Linked DNA regions of Danio rerio: region 2 is linked to region 1. Evidence: chromatin contacts called from public Micro-C data. All regions are on one chromosome and are shown on one strand. Each heading gives the region's core, a stretch centred on a gene start, on an enhancer-like site or on the middle of the called end of the contact. The rest is flanking DNA. Distances are from core to core; before and after follow the strand shown.

Region 1 (3,267 bases), core at 473-2,972:
TCCATCCATCCATCCATCCATCCATCCATCCATCCATCCATCTATCTAAATATCATATCCATCCATCCATTCATATACCCATCCATCCATACATATATCCATCTTTCCATCCATCCATCCATCTATACATCTAAATATTGTATCCATCAATCCATCCATCCATCCATCCATCCATCCATCCATCCATCCATCCATCCATCCATCCATCCATCCATCCATCTAAATATCACATCCATCTATCCATCCATCCATTCATATACCCATCCATCCATACATATATCCATCTTTCCATCCATACATCTGAATATTGTATCCATCCATCCATCTATACATATATCCATCTATCCATCCTCCTAAAATATTGTATCCATCCATCCCTCCTTCCATCCATCCATCCATCACTAAATTACTAAATTGGCTTACTAAATTGTTTAAGGTAAGTGGTTGCAAACAATTCATATGGGCTGAATTTAGACAAACAAATGCAATATAATAATGTTTAACCTAATTTGTCTAAATACAGCCCATATAAATAGTTTGTAACCACTTACCTAAAATAATAGTAAATTCAATTAATCATTTTTTTCAGTGAGTGTGAAAGCATTAAAAGTGTCCAAAAAGGCACAAAATCATTACACACAACAACCAAGAGACAGTTTAGACTGACGTCACTGATGAGAAGATGAAGAATGCACTACAGAATGTTACATTTTCATATATTCTATCAATAAAATGTGTTCTCAAGTTAAATTAGTCACACATTTTTTTATTTTATTTATTTATGGTCCATGACTGTCAAATACTGTAATTTTGATTTAGAAAGAAATGTAAGGACACTAATGTAAGTTAATTATTTTTTTTTATTTGCAGGATATGAGGTGGAATAACATTCACAACGTAAGAACCACTCGAGCATTCAGTGTAATTAGAACAGATTTATTTTCTCTTGTACTATATATTTTTTTCCAAGTAATGGTACTTTTTTTAAGTATAATTTTCAGTACTCTTTCCACCCCCTGCTACTAAAATGGGCCATCATCAGGTGTGTTTACAGGAAATCCTCTGCTCATGTTAACTCGTGAACATATTTTTCGAAATAGTCATAAAGCCATAAAAGCCTACAGTGTTTCTTTAAACTACCAGACATTCCTCTACCAGATCATAAAGATGAACGCTAACCTTCAGATATGTTGTAGAAAAACTTGATTTTACAGCTAAAACAGTCATTAGCACAAATCTGTTGACACACAGATATTTTCAAGAATGCCTTTAGGCAAAAACCTGCTTGAATTAAGCCTGCATGTACTTGCTAATAGGAAAATGCAGTCAGACTGGATCTGGATTATAATCACTCTTTCATACACATGAATAAATTTAAGTCATTTACACTAAAGTTAAAGGATGAATTTTCGATGGCGCAATTTCTACTCAACCCAAACTGGACATAAAGTAGTTTTAGCATGTTTCAGCCTCTTATAGTGTTATGATTTTCTCATAATATGACAATTACATACAAAGTAAGAGGTTCTGCTAAAGCTTAAACCTCACATAAAACACAAGAAACTCTAATGACAACCATGTCAGCGTTATCAGAATTATGTTAAAATCACTGTCCTCCATAGCACAACAAAATAAGTAGAGTTTGGTTCACTAGTTACTATGTTTTCTTACCTGTTTTTGTAGGTTGTGATCCTGATGGCAGCAGATGTGCTCAAATAAAGCTGGAAGAGAAGTTTTCCTGCTAATTACCTTCCTTCTTTCACCACACCCTCATTTCAACACTGAAAGGACAGCTGGAGATGCACAGCCAGTCAGATAAGGTATTAAAGTAGCTGACAAACAATGTTAACTTTCTGAAGAAATGTTATATAAATCCTGAGTGATGAATATGGTGAGTATTAAGAGAAATTCCCGGTTTCCTCTTTAAGACGAGATAGTATATTTAGCAAAGGCATTTTTAAATTCAAAGGAGAAAGGTGACTGTATTTCTCCTGTATTTCCTCATTTATTTGTTCGTACACAAGGGATTTCTGTAAACTTGTTACAATAGTTTTTTATGGTTGAACTAAACGTTGCATCATCTTGGAAAAAGAAGCAGCAAGACTGACATGTCAGAACAAGACGATGTTATGCAAGGGCAGAGAATACTCAGAGATCATCTCCAAACTGTGACAGTAGGAATATTTATGCTGTTTTTTTTTTTTTTTTTAACCCAGGCTCATTCTGAAAACGCACCCCAATATACAGTTCTGGAGAGTGCCAAATACCTCCAATGAGGTACTTTTTTTTTTTTGCAGTTTTTGTTTTGCAAATCCACCAGAAGCTGCTGTGTACGCTTTTTGAGATCACAAATTTTTCTCGTAAATGCCATTTGCACCTGCTGTTCTTGCGTAAATCCACTAGAGGCTGCTGTCGACTGACTGACTGACTCACTCACTGTTTGACTGAACCACCCTTCTCCTTCCCTATACTTAACCGATAGTGTTTGAAAAAGAACCGATTGACCCATCCACCCACTTCCCTACACCCAACCAATAGTGTTTTTAAATGCACCGATTGACCCACTGACCCATCCACTTCCCTATACGCATGCCATAGTGTTTTTAAATGCACCGACTGAACCACCCACTTCGCTATAACCAACCAATAGTGTTTTTAAATGCACCGATTAACCCACCCACCCACGTCCCTATACCCAACCAATAGTGTTTTTAAATGCACCCATTAACCAACCCACCCACGTCCCTATACCCAACCAATAGTGTTTTTAAATGCACCCATTAACCAACCCACCCACGTCCCTATACCCAACCAATAGTGTTTTTAAATGCACCGATTAACCAACCCACCCACTTTCCTATACCCAACCAATAGTGTTTTTAAATGCACCGATTAACCCGCCCATCCACTTCCCTATACCCAACCAATGGTGTTTTTAAATGCACAGATTGACCCGCCCATTTATTTCCCTATATCCAACCAATAGTGTTTTTAAATGCACCGATTGACCCACCCACTTAGCTATAACCAACCAATATTGTTTTTAAATGCACGGATTAATCCAACCACCCACGTCCCTATACCCAACCAATAGTGTTTTTAAATGCACCGATTAACCAACCCACCCACTTTCCTATACCCAACCAATAGTGTTTTTAAATGCACCGATTGACTCGTCCATCCATTTCCCTATACCCAACCAGCAGTGTTTTTAAACGCACCGATTGACCCGCCCATTTATTTCCCTATACCCAACCAATAGTGTTT
Region 2 (3,267 bases), core at 238-2,737, 340 kb after region 1:
AGTGGCTAATATGAAAGGCTAAGGCCTCTAGATTATGCCTATTTTACCAAAATAAAATATAATCATGCCTTTATTTTTAATTATTTAATTAGGAAAGTAAGGTCTGACTTCGCTCAGAAAAAAGTCTTGTCACTGAACAGAAATAATGTACAATATAAAATATAAGTCATGGTGCAGTGGAAAAAGAATGAACATTATGTATGACTCACCATGAGCTTGGAGGACTGCATCCATGCATCTCTGCATTTACCACATCATGACAGGGGGGACAACAATTTCAAGGACACGTGCAAAATGATAAATAATATTATGAAAACAAAATAAAAGTTATCAAAATGACTTATTTGATCAAATAACTTAAAGACAATAAGAATATTTAAAATATTTTTCATTTTATTCGATTGACTTGCTTTTTAGACTCACTGAAGTTGGCTGAGCAGTGCGTGGGTCATGGCAAAATCACATCCATTCAATGAAAGAATACGGCTAAAATTGACAACATATTTCAAAACATTTATAATTCTACCTGCATGTGTGTAAAGGTCACAAGAATTTCATTATTTGGCATTGTGTTCATATAGGACTGACTCAAACTTGTGGGACATCAAAAGCACTTTATAGTGATAATGACCCATTTTTCTTGCATCATCATTTGTCTTAATGCCAAAAATAAATATAATATAATATAATACAATATAACATAATAAAATATAATATAATATAATATAATATAATACAATACAATATAATACAATATAATATAATATAATATAATATAATATAATATAACGTAATAAAATATAATATAATATAATATAATATAATATAATATAATATAATATAATAAAATATAACATAATAAAATATAACATAATATAATATAATATAAAATATAACATAATATAATATAATATAACATAATAAAATATAACATAATATAATATAATATAACATAATAAAATATAACATAATAAAATATAACATAATATAATATAATATAATATATAAAATAATATAATATAACATAATGAAATATAACATAATATAATATAACATAATACAATATAATATAATATAATATAATATAATATAATATAATATAATATAATATAATATAACATAATATAATATAATATAATATAATATAATATAATATAATATAATATAATATAATATAATTACTACATTAGTGTTTCTGGGTCTTTCCAAAAAAGGAAAAATGTATAACTTAATAACATTAGCCTGAAGAGAGAAAGACAAATGTTCTCCATTAGCTATTGCATAATACATCAGCAGCACTGACACGATTTTCAGTAACTTAATGGCAAGGTAATAAAACTCAGTATAGTGTTATAAATGTGTGAAGTTGATAACAGTGTAAATGTGTCATCACGCTTTATATAAAAAGGCTCCATAAGCTGTGAATTGGGTCAGAAGCGGATGCAGATTGAATGATGTGTGTTTGTGTTCCTCTGCTGCCCTCTGCAGGAGGCCGTGTGTATGTGCGAGGAGGGCTTTACTGAAGTGCTCACCACCGAGGGAGCGCTGGAGCAGTGCGCACCCATTCCTGTGCTGGAAATCCCCACTGCTGGAGACAAGAAGGCTGATGTGAAGACCAGCCGGGCTATCAATCCCACCCTGCCCACCACTGTACAGCCTGGACGCGTCGGACGCACGTGGTACTTACAGCCTTTTGGAGCAGGTAAACGTGTTTCACTTCTGTTAGCAAATACACGTTTCCCCGATTTCTGTTTAACAGAGAATAGTTTACAAATTGTAACCTCCAGCATAAATATGCTATTAAACTCACTGAAATATTGCTGACAATAGCTAAAAAAAAATGCATTGCTTTAAAATGGAAAACAGACATTGATGTACCAATTGGACTGTGGATCTCAGAAGTTTGCAACTGTATCCCATTGGAGAAGATCACATATTCTTTGAGAGGAAAGGGTGAATTATTTAAAAAGATTTGGAATCAATTTTGGAATAAATTTAAAACAGTACCACTTGATTTAAATTTGACAAGATAGTTCTTTTCCACTGGTTTTATACTCCTATTATTATTACCTATTATCTCCACCCTTTTTTATTTATTTATTTGTATTTTACTTATTTTTTATACTGTGTATGATTTACTTTAGTCTGTTTGCTGCTTTGTTTTGATGTTCTGTATTGTTAACTTTTGAAAAAGCTAAATAAAAATATATAATCAAAACAGAGAACGATATAATAACATAATAGTATAATAATAATAATATTGAATATAAAATAGTTTTTACAAAATTTAAAACTGCTTTTATTCTAGCCAAAATAAAACAAATAAGGAGAAAAAATATTAAAGGAAATACTGTGAATAATTCCCTGCTCTATTAATAATCATTTTGGAAATATTTTTAAAAAGACAAATGAATTCACAGAAGGGCGAATAATTGTGAATTTCACTTAAATTATTTTCCAATTCAGTTTTATTTATATTGCACTTTAAAACAACACAGTTGACCAAAGTTGCAGTCGAGAAATAGAGGACTGACTCACCCCAATGTGAATTGCATTACAGTAGTCCAGGTGGGTGGTTACAAAGGCATGGTTTACTGTTTCAAAGTGCTTGTGTGATAAAATGTGCTTAATTTCGGCCAGTTGCCTCGGGTGAAAGAAACTGGAGCGAACAACAGACCAAATCTGGCTTTCAAACTTGAATAGCATTTTTGTTTTCATTAAAGCTTCCCTCTGCTTAGGTGGCACATGGCGGTTTCTACCACTGGATTAAATATGTTTGTAGGCCAGCTCAGTATTTAGTTTCATCCTGGTTCCCTCCAGGAAAACCCAATTGGAATATTTATTTTTATTGCTTTTGGCTGTTTTTGCAGAAAATACAAGCTCTGTGAGCAACACAAGTTTAGAATTATTACACATTTTGTTCCTCAAGATTTATTCATAAACAAAATATGAAGGCAATAATGATTTTCTTATAATTCTGAGAGAAATGGAGTCAGAATTGCGAGATTTTAACTTTGTGTAACAAATCTGTGAGTAGTCTTTTAAATTGATTTATTCCATGATGGAAAAACAATTATGGTATATTAATCCAAATCTCTGAGAATAAACGCCGAGGTATAAAGGTCGAAATTCTGACATAGAAAATTGTGAAAAAGGATGGTTTTTGAGAAAAAGCTTTTGTTTTCTCTCAGAATTTTAAGAAAAGTTTAAAAACTCGGTCAGATTCAGAAATCTAAACTAGATCTAAACTAGACAAAATTGTAAAGA

What was found. A called contact is a pair of places that touch in the nucleus more often than the background predicts.
Region 2: a Micro-C map of caudal fin shows a contact between it and region 1, with 11 times the contacts expected there. The contact joins the enhancer-like site here to the promoter of zmp:0000000881 in region 1. A contact is called at or near these places in 3 of 18 Hi-C or Micro-C datasets (caudal fin, embryo and an unstated tissue).

The regions. Positions count from the first base shown.
Region 1 is chr16:51,307,868-51,311,134 of GRCz12tu, forward strand. It overlaps zmp:0000000881, which reads right to left and starts at 1,723. Exons shown (of 5, transcript XM_002665035.8): 1 at 1,672-1,723.
Region 2 is chr16:51,652,639-51,655,905 of GRCz12tu, forward strand. It overlaps thsd7ab (thrombospondin, type I, domain containing 7Ab), which reads left to right. Exons shown (of 29, transcript NM_001423204.1): 27 at 1,489-1,702. Among named protein-coding and RNA genes, the nearest start is that of ica1, 36 kb to the right of the region's middle. Within about 2 kb of position 1,488, at least 6 of the 62 cell types and tissues checked have an H3K27ac peak or open chromatin away from gene starts, as enhancers often do. A contact at or near this core is called in caudal fin, where this site is marked.